Regions from separate parts of the Mus musculus genome. Here region 2 is linked to region 1. The links are chromatin contacts, called in public HiChIP or PLAC-seq maps. All regions are on one chromosome and are shown on one strand. The core of a region is the stretch at or near the end of the contact, and the rest is flanking DNA. Distances in the headings are between cores, read along the strand shown.

Evidence for each region. HiChIP or PLAC-seq counts read pairs in DNA pulled down with a chosen protein or histone mark.
Region 2: an H3K27ac HiChIP or PLAC-seq map of the HPC-7 cell line shows a contact between it and region 1, with 6 times the contacts expected there. The contact joins two enhancer-like sites. A contact is called at or near these places in 1 of 39 promoter capture datasets (embryonic stem cells), 6 of 484 Hi-C or Micro-C datasets (the AML12 cell line, the G1E-ER4 cell line, nephron progenitors and 2 more), 2 of 115 datasets of contacts at active chromatin or transcription factors (the HPC-7 cell line and acute myeloid leukemia) and 3 of 9 other capture datasets (adipose tissue, liver and pancreatic islet).

The regions. Positions count from the first base shown.
Region 1 is chr6:88,110,354-88,115,385 of GRCm38.p6, forward strand. No RefSeq gene overlaps it. Among named protein-coding and RNA genes, the nearest start is that of Mir6376, 8.6 kb to the left of the region's middle. Within about 2 kb of position 2,983, at least 41 of the 459 cell types and tissues checked have an H3K27ac peak or open chromatin away from gene starts, as enhancers often do. A contact at or near this core is called in the G1E-ER4 cell line and the HPC-7 cell line, where this site is marked.
Region 2 is chr6:88,262,486-88,267,198 of GRCm38.p6, forward strand. The region is part of intron 6 of Eefsec (eukaryotic elongation factor, selenocysteine-tRNA-specific); the gene reads right to left. Among named protein-coding and RNA genes, the nearest start is that of Dnajb8, 43 kb to the left of the region's middle. Within about 2 kb of position 3,061, at least 11 of the 459 cell types and tissues checked have an H3K27ac peak or open chromatin away from gene starts, as enhancers often do. A contact at or near this core is called in the G1E-ER4 cell line and the HPC-7 cell line, where this site is marked.

The DNA.
Region 1 (5,032 bases), core at 1,733-4,232:
CCCATCAAAAGCAGTATGTAACCATCTTTCTGGTTGGTGGCCCCGGCAAAGACATAGTGTGGCAGAGAAACAGGTAAGGGAAGTGCAGGGTCACTGAGGTGGCTCTTTGGTAAAGGCATCCGTTGCCAAACCCGAGTTGGATCCCTGGGGCTCACACATGGAAGCAAAGAATGGATTCCCCCAAGCTGATCGCTTTGTGTGGACCATGGCCTATAAACAACAAATGTAATGGTAATAAAAATAACACAGGACATGCAGGGGTAGTGGTGGTCTCTCTTCATAAGAACCTGGAACCGAGTCTCCATATAACACTCGTTTCCTACCCCACTCTGCCTCAAAGGTTCCATCACCTCAATATTGAGCTGAAGCCACACTGTGAGCTTGTGAGGCGACATGAGGACCTCCGCCCCAATGGCTCAGCTGGGTCCTGCATGGAAGACCTGGGGTGTAAGTGAGTGGAGCCTTGGCCGGGTCCTTTGTTTTCCCTGTTCCTGTGCACTCTTCCCTCCCCTTGCTGTATCTTCCAACATCCACCGAGGCTCGGAATCCACCCACCCCTGTGTGAGTGCCTGCGGGTGATAAGTGTCTTCCCAGGGCGTCTTCGAGGTTTTCCTTGTCTTTATAACAGTTGGCTGGGTGGCTTACTACAGTGGCACTGATTTCCCAGGATTCTACATGGTGGAAGTTCAAGATTCCTGTGCCAGCACCTCATGTTCTGGGAGGACTCTTGCTACCCCCATCAGGGAGAGGGTGCTTGGCTGTGGGGTCTTGTCTCAGAGTCTTATAAACAGCTGTACCTGAGTAGGTTTTCAATATGAGAGTTCATTGACATTTATAGATTTTTGTATTTACATTCATTTCCCCTCGTGTATAAATAATTTTAAGTTGGTTTTAACCAGTGAAAACTCATGATTTTTCTGAAAGGAAAGGGAAGCGATGCCCTGTTTGGTATTGTATGTGTCAAATACTTGTATAAAGGAGCGAGCAAACCTTCTAAGCAGTGCAGTGTCTTTTAGCATTTGCAGTTTATATTCCTTTATGTGAGGAATTTTAGTCAAAAGTGCTTAAAATGTTAACAATTGTCCTTTGAAAGGATATCCAAAAGGTTTAGAAAGGTTTAAAACATCACACAGTCTATTTCTTAAGAATATTTATCAAGACATTAAATTTTTATTTTGTAAAAAGAAAAAAAAATGTAGCCTTTGTTACGTTGGAATACTCAGAGCAAATGCAGCAAATGCAGGCAGTTCATCATTCACCCGTGACGCGTGTGACCAGGTAAGAACACCTCTCTGGCTTCCCTCTTGTCCACCTCCCAGTCCCCGGCGGAGGGACCCCTTCCCTCTTTTTTTTTTTTTTTTTTTTTTTTTTTTGGTCTTTCGAGACAGGGTTTCTCTATATAGCCCTGGCTGTCCTGGAGCTCACTTTGTAGACCAGGCTGGCCTCGAACTCAGAAATCCGCCTGCCTCTGCCTCCCGAGTGCTGGGATCAAAGGCGTGCGCCACCACGCCCGGCCCCCTTCCCTCTTTTGCATCCTCCCTGACTCCTGGATTGAAGAGAATGAACGGGAGCTAGAAGTCATGCAGGGCTGTTCCTGGGGCGCAGGGCAGTGATTGTTCGTGGGTGACATAAATCTCTTTAAGGACACAGAGCTGCGTCTAGACTGTGTGCTCTCCACTGACCGGTCTCTCACCGTCATGGGTCACTTTCTTGGATTTTTGCTGCATTTGAGCTTTACACAGTTTTCCTCCCTCACCCCTCTCTCTGAGACAGTCTCATGTATCACAGGTGAGCCTTGTATTCAAGATGTCGTTGAAGATGACCTTGAACTGCTGATTCTCCTGCCTCCACCTCCCAAGTTTTGAGATTACAGGTGTGTAATGCCATGTCTGGTTTTCACTGTTTTCTCTCCATATTAGTCAATCAATCAATCAATCAGTGCTAGACAGGATCTCATTTTGCAGCCCTGGCTGGCCTGGAACTCTATTTGCTGTTTGTTTTTTGAGACAAGATTTCTCAGTGAATCCCTGGCTGTCCTGGAACTTGCTCTGTAGACTTGGTTGGCCTCAAACTCAAAGATCCTCTTGCCTCTGTCTCCCTAAAGGTAGATGTCACCACCTCCCAGCTTGGCCCGAAACTCTTACAGAGCAGGCCGGCCTCAAACAGAGATGGCCTCAAACCTTTGCCATCTTCCCTAACCCAACCCCTGTGGCATTAAGGGCACTCGCTAGCATGTCTGGCTGCCAAGCTTTCTTAAAGGTGGGTGTGGGGGCTATTTACAAAGGTTTGGAAAATAAACCCTCACTAGGAAGCAAATAGAAAGGTAGGGTTGGGTTAGGTGGGATGCTGCAGCTGTCTTCCGGGACCTGTAGCCTTGGCAAAGTCATCCAACCGCTAGGAACTTTGTTTCCATCTTTAAAATGCAATAATGTTTGTTCCTTAGAGTGGTGTGAGCCTGAAATGAGTCTGCCAGTGGGGTGGCTCCTTTGGTGGTGGCAGTCCCAGCTGGGTAACAGGAACACACTACAGTGCTAATGATAAGAAGATGCAGCCTGGCAGCTCACAGAGCACTGGTGTCCTCCAGCCCCCAGCAGAGGACTGGGGTCCTCTATGCCTCTCTGCACAGTGACATGTGGGGACTGCTCTGGACATTTTCTAGATCAGGGATGTAGAGCAACTTTGAGTTTTGTCTGTAGAAGAGAATAATCTCTTGTTTTGAGGTCACAGAGCAGGTAGCAGGCACTCAATGAAGGCTGTAGCCCCTGGAATGTACCACAGCACTGCGGGGCAGCACCTCTGGCTGCTCTGGTTGTTTTGTGCATGTGGCCTATCCCTTGATTTTCTTGTTGCAAAGTGAATTGGTGTCTCTGGCCCCAGGGCACAGGGTCAGGGAAGAGCTGGGTTTCACCTTGCTATATGGGGTTCGGGTAGGGGTTGAATTGGAGCCTTGTAGCCACTAGAGGGCACTCCAAACCCTGCAAATCCACCCCTGCTTGGGCCTCAGGGTGGACAGAGGGTGGGTGTCTGCATGCAGAGATGGAAGGAGCCTGGATACTGGGGCCTCTCACCCTTCGTCCCTGTTTTGCCCACGTTGGCTGTGGGTGGCCTTGCTGGCCTCACGCTCTGATCTGACGTAGGCTCATCCTGAGATCCAGCGCAGAGGGCTCCGGTGAGGATCAGGGATGAGTGAGGCCCCAGACAGTCACCTTGTTGACAGGTTCACATTCTAGGTTTGGGCCCTTACACCACTGGTTCCTTTCTGACTTCTTCCTGGTGCAGGGATGGGACCCAGAGCTTGGGTGCACTAGGGTACTGAAGCACAGCCCAGCCCCCATTAGTTCCTGCCAGCTACACCCCCTGCAATCATCAGAGTAGAAGTTGTTATTGAGGACACCAGGGAACACTGAGAATGAGAAAGAGCTGAAGAGCTGAAGCCCTCAGCCCTTGCTGTCAGGTACCTATGAGGGCTCTGCACAGCAACAACAACAGAAAGCCAAAATTCATAAAACAAAACAAAATATGCTCTCTGAACCCCCAAGACAGAAAACAGTGGTAGGTCACAAACAGGATCTGTGTGATCAAGAAAGCAGGGGACCCATCTGACTGGGTCAGCACCCCCCCCCCGGGGATTCTGGGTAATCACTGGGGGTTGGGTCCATGGGGGCCAGAATGTTCTGCTGGCCTTGGGCATCAGAGGCAGCAGCCGATAAGTCGAGACTAGGGTTGATGGGCCAGCAGACCACGGTGGCTCTTTGATCCTTGGAGTGATTTACTCAGCAGGAATATGTATGTCACATGAGAGGCTTGTCCTCCCAAGCCTGGCTGCTGGGACAAAGCTGCCCTTTCCTCTTTCCTAGGCTAGCCCGACTCCATGTGGGGTTGTGGGGTCCTAGGTGGCTGTGGTCAGCTCATGAATGGTATGTCAGGAGCTCCAGAGAGCGAGTCCGTGGGAGGTGAGCTGAGTGCTCCAGTGAACAGGCATCCAAGCACAGAGGGCCAACGGAGCAAGACAGGACCCGGGCCTCGGCCCTCACCCTGCTCCACTGGAAGACTCTGGTGGCTGGTTGGGGCCCAGTATGAGTGGGGCCCCCATGAGTGTATGGAGAAGGCCTACCCGGCGTGAAGCTTTCTGTCTCCACACCCAAGCTTATACTTCATCTGCTATCACCTCCCTCCTCCTCTGTCCTTTGGGCCCATTGCAGCACTCCTCTGTAGGCTCCAGGAGGTGCACATGTGTTTTCAATTGTAAAAACAATGCATGCTCATAGCAAGCCTTCAAACTGTCCAGAAGGCACAGAAAAGAGAGCGGAAGCCCCACCTTCCTCCCACTCTCCTACCCACCTAGAGCTTTCTTAGTGGATTCCCTGGAGGGTTTCGTTTTAACTGTATGTCTCTGTGCTCTGCTCCACATCAGCTCCCGTGGCCTGGGCCAGACCCAGATCCACACAGCATGCATTGAAGATGTTGCACAGGATGGCTATGGAGGGGAGGTGTGTGTGACATACAGAGAGAGAGACAGAGAGAGAGTCAGAGAGAGAGAGAGACAGAGAGAGAGAGAGACAGAGAGAATGAGAGACAGTGAGAGAATGTGTGTATGCACGTGTGTGAGTGTGTATGTGTGTGTGTGTGAGAGAGAGTATGTGTGTGTGTATGTGAGTATGTATGTGTGTGTGAGAGAGACAGAGACATAGAGACAGAGTGAGAGAGTATGTATATGCACATGTATGAGTGTGTATGTGTGTGAGAGAGTGAGAATGTGTGAGTGTGTGTATGTATGTGTGTGAACGTGTGTGTGTGTGTGTGTGTGTGTGAATGAGTATGTGTGTGCCTCTCCTTCTTTCCCAATGAGGTTCCTCCCAGCAGCTGAATCTTCCCTGTATGACATTCTGTTAACATTATTACAAGTTAAATTCAGGACGGAATGTGACAGCATATATGTATAATTCCAGAACTGGGGAAGTGGAGGCAGGAGGATTAAGAAGAGTTCAAGAGCATCTTTGACTACTTGTTGAGTTTGAGACTAACCTGGGTT
Region 2 (4,713 bases), core at 1,811-4,310, 150 kb after region 1:
ATTGCCTCCAATTGCTGGCGTCGCTTTCATGTCAGGGGCCAGACTAGAAGAGGGGCCTTCACACTGGTGGGTAGCTGGCACCCCCCAGTGGGAACGGATCCCTTGTAAGCATCTTAGGGTCAGAAGCCCCCTCAGGGGCTCACTGAAGCCACATCAGCTATCAGGGGGCTGTAGAAGCAGGGCAGAGGGGGAATGGGCTTAGGGGTTTTCCTGGGGCAGCATCCTGGTAAGGACTGCTGGGCTGGCAGCTGGATAGCCACAGGGTCCAAGTTCAACAGGCTTGTAGCTGGACAAGACACGGGGCCATGCTCAACAGAACTCTGAGCAGAAGTGACGTGCTTCTGCACAGGGGCCTGCTGCTGCTGCTGGCAAAGGTAGAAGCTAATTGGGTGGAGTCAGGGTGCTGGCTATAAGGCTTGGGCTGGTCTGACAGTAACATCTGATAGACAGGAGGCTTCTGTTACACAGGATTTGCAGGGGTCCAGATGAGGTGAGCCAAGGTGTATGTTCTCCATTGAGCTGTGTGATGAAGCTGAATCTGAATGTGGTTCTCCTGTCTGCCACAACAGACTGTCATCAGCTCCTCACCTGGCTGGGGACAGGCAGAAGGACAGATCTGGGGAGAGAAATCCACTTCCTCCTGGGCTCCCTCTGAACTTGTGTGGGAGTGACTGCGTCTACCTGCTGTGTGTTTAGGTGAGGCCCTGTGCTCACAGACTCACAAGCCTATCCCTGCCAGCTGTGGTACCAGCTCCCTGCTTTCCCTCTTTCCTTCTCTGCAACGGTCATGTATGTAAACAAAGATGCAATTTGCTTTAAAGAGATAAGGTGATTAATTTTTTTTTAAAGAAAGAAGCAGAACTGTATTCTGCTGTCCCAGTAACAAAAGGAATTAGGGGAGGGGGTGGCAGGCAGGCTGTGTAACCACAGAACCAAGTCCCTCTGAGGCTCTGGAGCACACTTGATGGCTCGCATACCTCTTTGATTGGGAGGAAACAGAGGCAACGGGCCCTGCATGCCCATTTTGATGTCTTAATGTTGCCTAATTCCTTCTTTAATTTATATTAAGCTTCTTAGCAACAACAATGAATTCTTCAAAAACAAAAAAGGACCCTTTGCAGAGATATTCCCGCACCAAGTTAACTGAAGACGCAATGCAGCCCAGCTTTGGAGATTGAGGTACTTTGGAGATAGGGGTGTGTGCGGAGGAAAAATGGCATAGTATGTATAAGCTTTCTAAAAAAGAAAACCAAAATCACTCTAATCCAGACAGGAAATGACTTGGTCTTGAGACTCAGATGGAGGCTTTGCCTATGGAGGGCAGCCTAGGGAGACATTTTCTGTCAGCCATTGAGCTGTCAACCACCTAAGGCCAGCTTCCTACTACTTGATCCTGAGAGGTTGCCACCCCATGAGGTAACTGCAGCTCCTTGAAGCATGTGTTGGCACTAAGACATCCCCAGGTCCAGGTCCTCACTGACAAGGAGGCACTTCATGTGCAACATGGAACCCTGGACTTTCTGGCAATCCTACCCCAAGCCCCTGTGCACAGTGAGGGCTAACATATGCTCCTTAAAGGTTCCAGGGCCTCTTCAGTGCAGGTCCTGTTGATTGGGCCATGGTTTAGTCTATGTGAACTTCCCAGTCACTGTTGCAAGCCCCTCTCTGCTTATTCACCTCTGTGCTGTCCAAAATCCTTTTAGAACAAATCTTAACCATCTCTCCCAGTTCAGCCTCTCCTGAAGAAATCTCTAGATCCCCACATGTGCTCAGATGGTCTATAATGCCTAGGTACCACATTGCCTGCCTCCTACAGAACCTTTCTCATGCTTCAGCTGCCTCAGTTCCAGTCTCTGCTGGGCTCCCTCACTGGATTGATTATGGCAACTGCCTTAGTGCCTTCTGCCTAGACTTTCAATAAGAGGAGTGTTGTACCTTGGTAGTCTTCCTCCTGGGATCAAGGCCCTGAACTTTCCTCTGAGACTTCAGCAAGGCCATATTAGTCCTTTCAGCTTGCCTGGAACCAGCAGAAGGGTTCCTGAGTATGGTTCTGTTCCAGACAGCCTCTAAACCCACAGAGGCTGGGGGTGAGGAGCATAGCTTCTGACTGCAGCAGCAGATGAGGAAGGGGGAGTCCTGGAAAACAGGAGCTCTTCCAACTCTGCTGGCCATATCCACCCAGACTTGGAGCCCTTTGGGGCGAGGATAAGGAGGGAGTCCCAGATCTATCTGTCCCCTCCCCTCAGGCTCAATCAGAGTTGCCAGGTGGGGATGCCCACACCTTTTAGGCAGTGGGCCATGGTGTTGGATGGACGGGGTGAGAGGGCAGTGGGGCAGCATGGGCACAGAGCTGAGGTGTGTTGGGAGTGGGATAGAACCATGACCAAGCTAAGTGGGGTGGGTAGGTAGTAAGAATGAAAAAGGGAGAGAGATGAGTGGTCTCTGCAGGGCAGGGTTGCAAGAAGTGTGCTGGTGGCTGAATACCTCCTATTTAATGGGTCCATGGGATGTTAATCTCATGTCACTTCTGATACTGCCATTCCAGCATCCCCTCACATGTCCTCTTACCTAGCCAGTGCCACATGGGTATCCCACAGGTGAGCCACTACCCAGGCAGGTAAGGGCTCACAGCTATGGTCCAGGGCTGTGCTTATGAAGTGCCCACTGCAGCCTGGTGCTCAAGGCAGGCCAGATCCTTTACTGCTTTACTGTCACCAGGGAGGTCTAGGCTTCAGGACATCTCTACAGAGACTTTTGGGAATTAGGCTTCTACACTCTGGGTCACCATGGGGAAATGTTGTTTGGCTGCATCTGAGGGCTGCTGGGTGTCCCCATGTGGGGAAAGTTGTTTTGAAATTAGCTAAGTGCTACCTAGAGGGACCTTGAAGGAAGACCATCTTACTGGCCACAGAAAGCTTAGTTAGTGCCCCACTGTCAACAGATCTCTGGGCCAGTCAGAGAAAATGCTCACTGCATGGTGACTATGTTCCAGACAGTCATACCTTAACTGCAGCCACTTCTAGACCATTCATATGCCAGGAAACTGAGGGCCAGAGACACTCAGGAAGTTGCCCAGGACCACAGGGTGGACTTCCTCATTTAGATCAATGCCTTCAACACTTTGTACACCTCTTCCACCTTCCCTTCCTTGTGCTTAGGGGCAGTGCTGGCTATGGTGTGGTCTGCTCCAATCTACAGGTTCTGAGGACCTATATTTTCCTGGTAAGTGGGAAAGATTAAGGAAAGGCAGCCCTAATGCCGGAGGGGTTGAGGGCAGGGTCCTGATGGCTTCCCAAGAAGTATTTTCCCCCACCACTCAGGAAGGCAGAATTTTAATGCTCTCACCCTCCACATGTACACTCTTTAACATAAGTTAATCTTCAATTAAAATACCTAGAGCAGAAATTACGATAACTGGTTTAAAAGGTAGAGCTATTGACAATAAAAGTCATCTTCATATTACCTTCATATTGCTTTTTCTTTTTCTTTTTTAAAAAAAATCCACATATTAAAAACGTCATTTTTATGACTTGGGGGAAAAAGCCATAGAGAATAATGAGACTGAACAAAGGCTCAGGAGCAGTCATTTTCCAGGGCCCATATGTGGCATCCTGATTACTGTATCAGCTCTGCTGCCAGAGCAGAGGGAAAAACAAGCCCAGGTGACCGATATACTGTCCTCTGTGGCTGGCAGATGAAGGGCAGGGGTGGCATGGCAGCATGGTCCACATCTATGCTCCTGAAGCTGCGGGCTGACAGCTTATCCCTCATCGCCATTTGCCTGCCACCCAGGGTGTCTAATCACACAGTCAATGCTCTGTGTAAGATGATTGGCTATACCTGTGTAGCCTCTAGGGAGTATCTCAGACCTGGCTGTGGCTTGAAGTGGTATGTCTCATTGGGACACTGACACTCCAGCCTGCTTTCCTGCCATAACTGCCAAGGCTAGGTGCAACTTTAATTTTTTTCAAACCTTATTTTTAATGATGGTTCTTAAACGCTTTAACCTCCCTTGTAGCCTACCACCCACAAGAGGTAGTGGAAAAGAAAGGACATGGGGGAAGGGGACCTGTTTAGAAAGGTTCTTTAGAGTAACTCTTGTCTGTGTTGTCTGGAAACCAGCAGTTCAGTTCATAGGTTGGCAGTGGCAGCTCGATCCACTCACAAACACTTCATGGATACATTAGCAGTCCAGTTCTGTAGAGTCGGGTTAGCAACAGTGGTGATATGACCTAGCAGAGAGAGTTAGGCCTCAGCCTCGGCTCCAGTCAGCAGGAGGGACCCAGAGGAACACCAGGAAAAGTTCTCAGCTGTGCCTTTCTTAGGGAATCGAAGATCGCAAAGATGTGAGACCCATAAGCATTGTATAGCTAGCTGTACCTGCAAGCCAAGCTCTGTCTCCATCACTCCGTGGAGTCCTATTTACACCCTCCAAACATCATGTGTCCTCCACGTGCCTCGCCTCAGCACAGGTCTTGCCTCAGCACATGCATCCAATCAGCCTGAGTCCATAGAGTCCTGACAAATGCAGCTCAACTATGCAGTGTAAATTGGACTGATACACGGTGTAGTATTAGCAAAGAATCCTTCATCATATGTCCTTTCACATGTTTGCTTTAACAGAACATCCTCCTGCCTGTGTCTGCTTCAGTGAAATGTTCCTTCATGAGTCTGCCTTAGTCTTTCACCTCTGTTCATTCTGGGAAAACACTC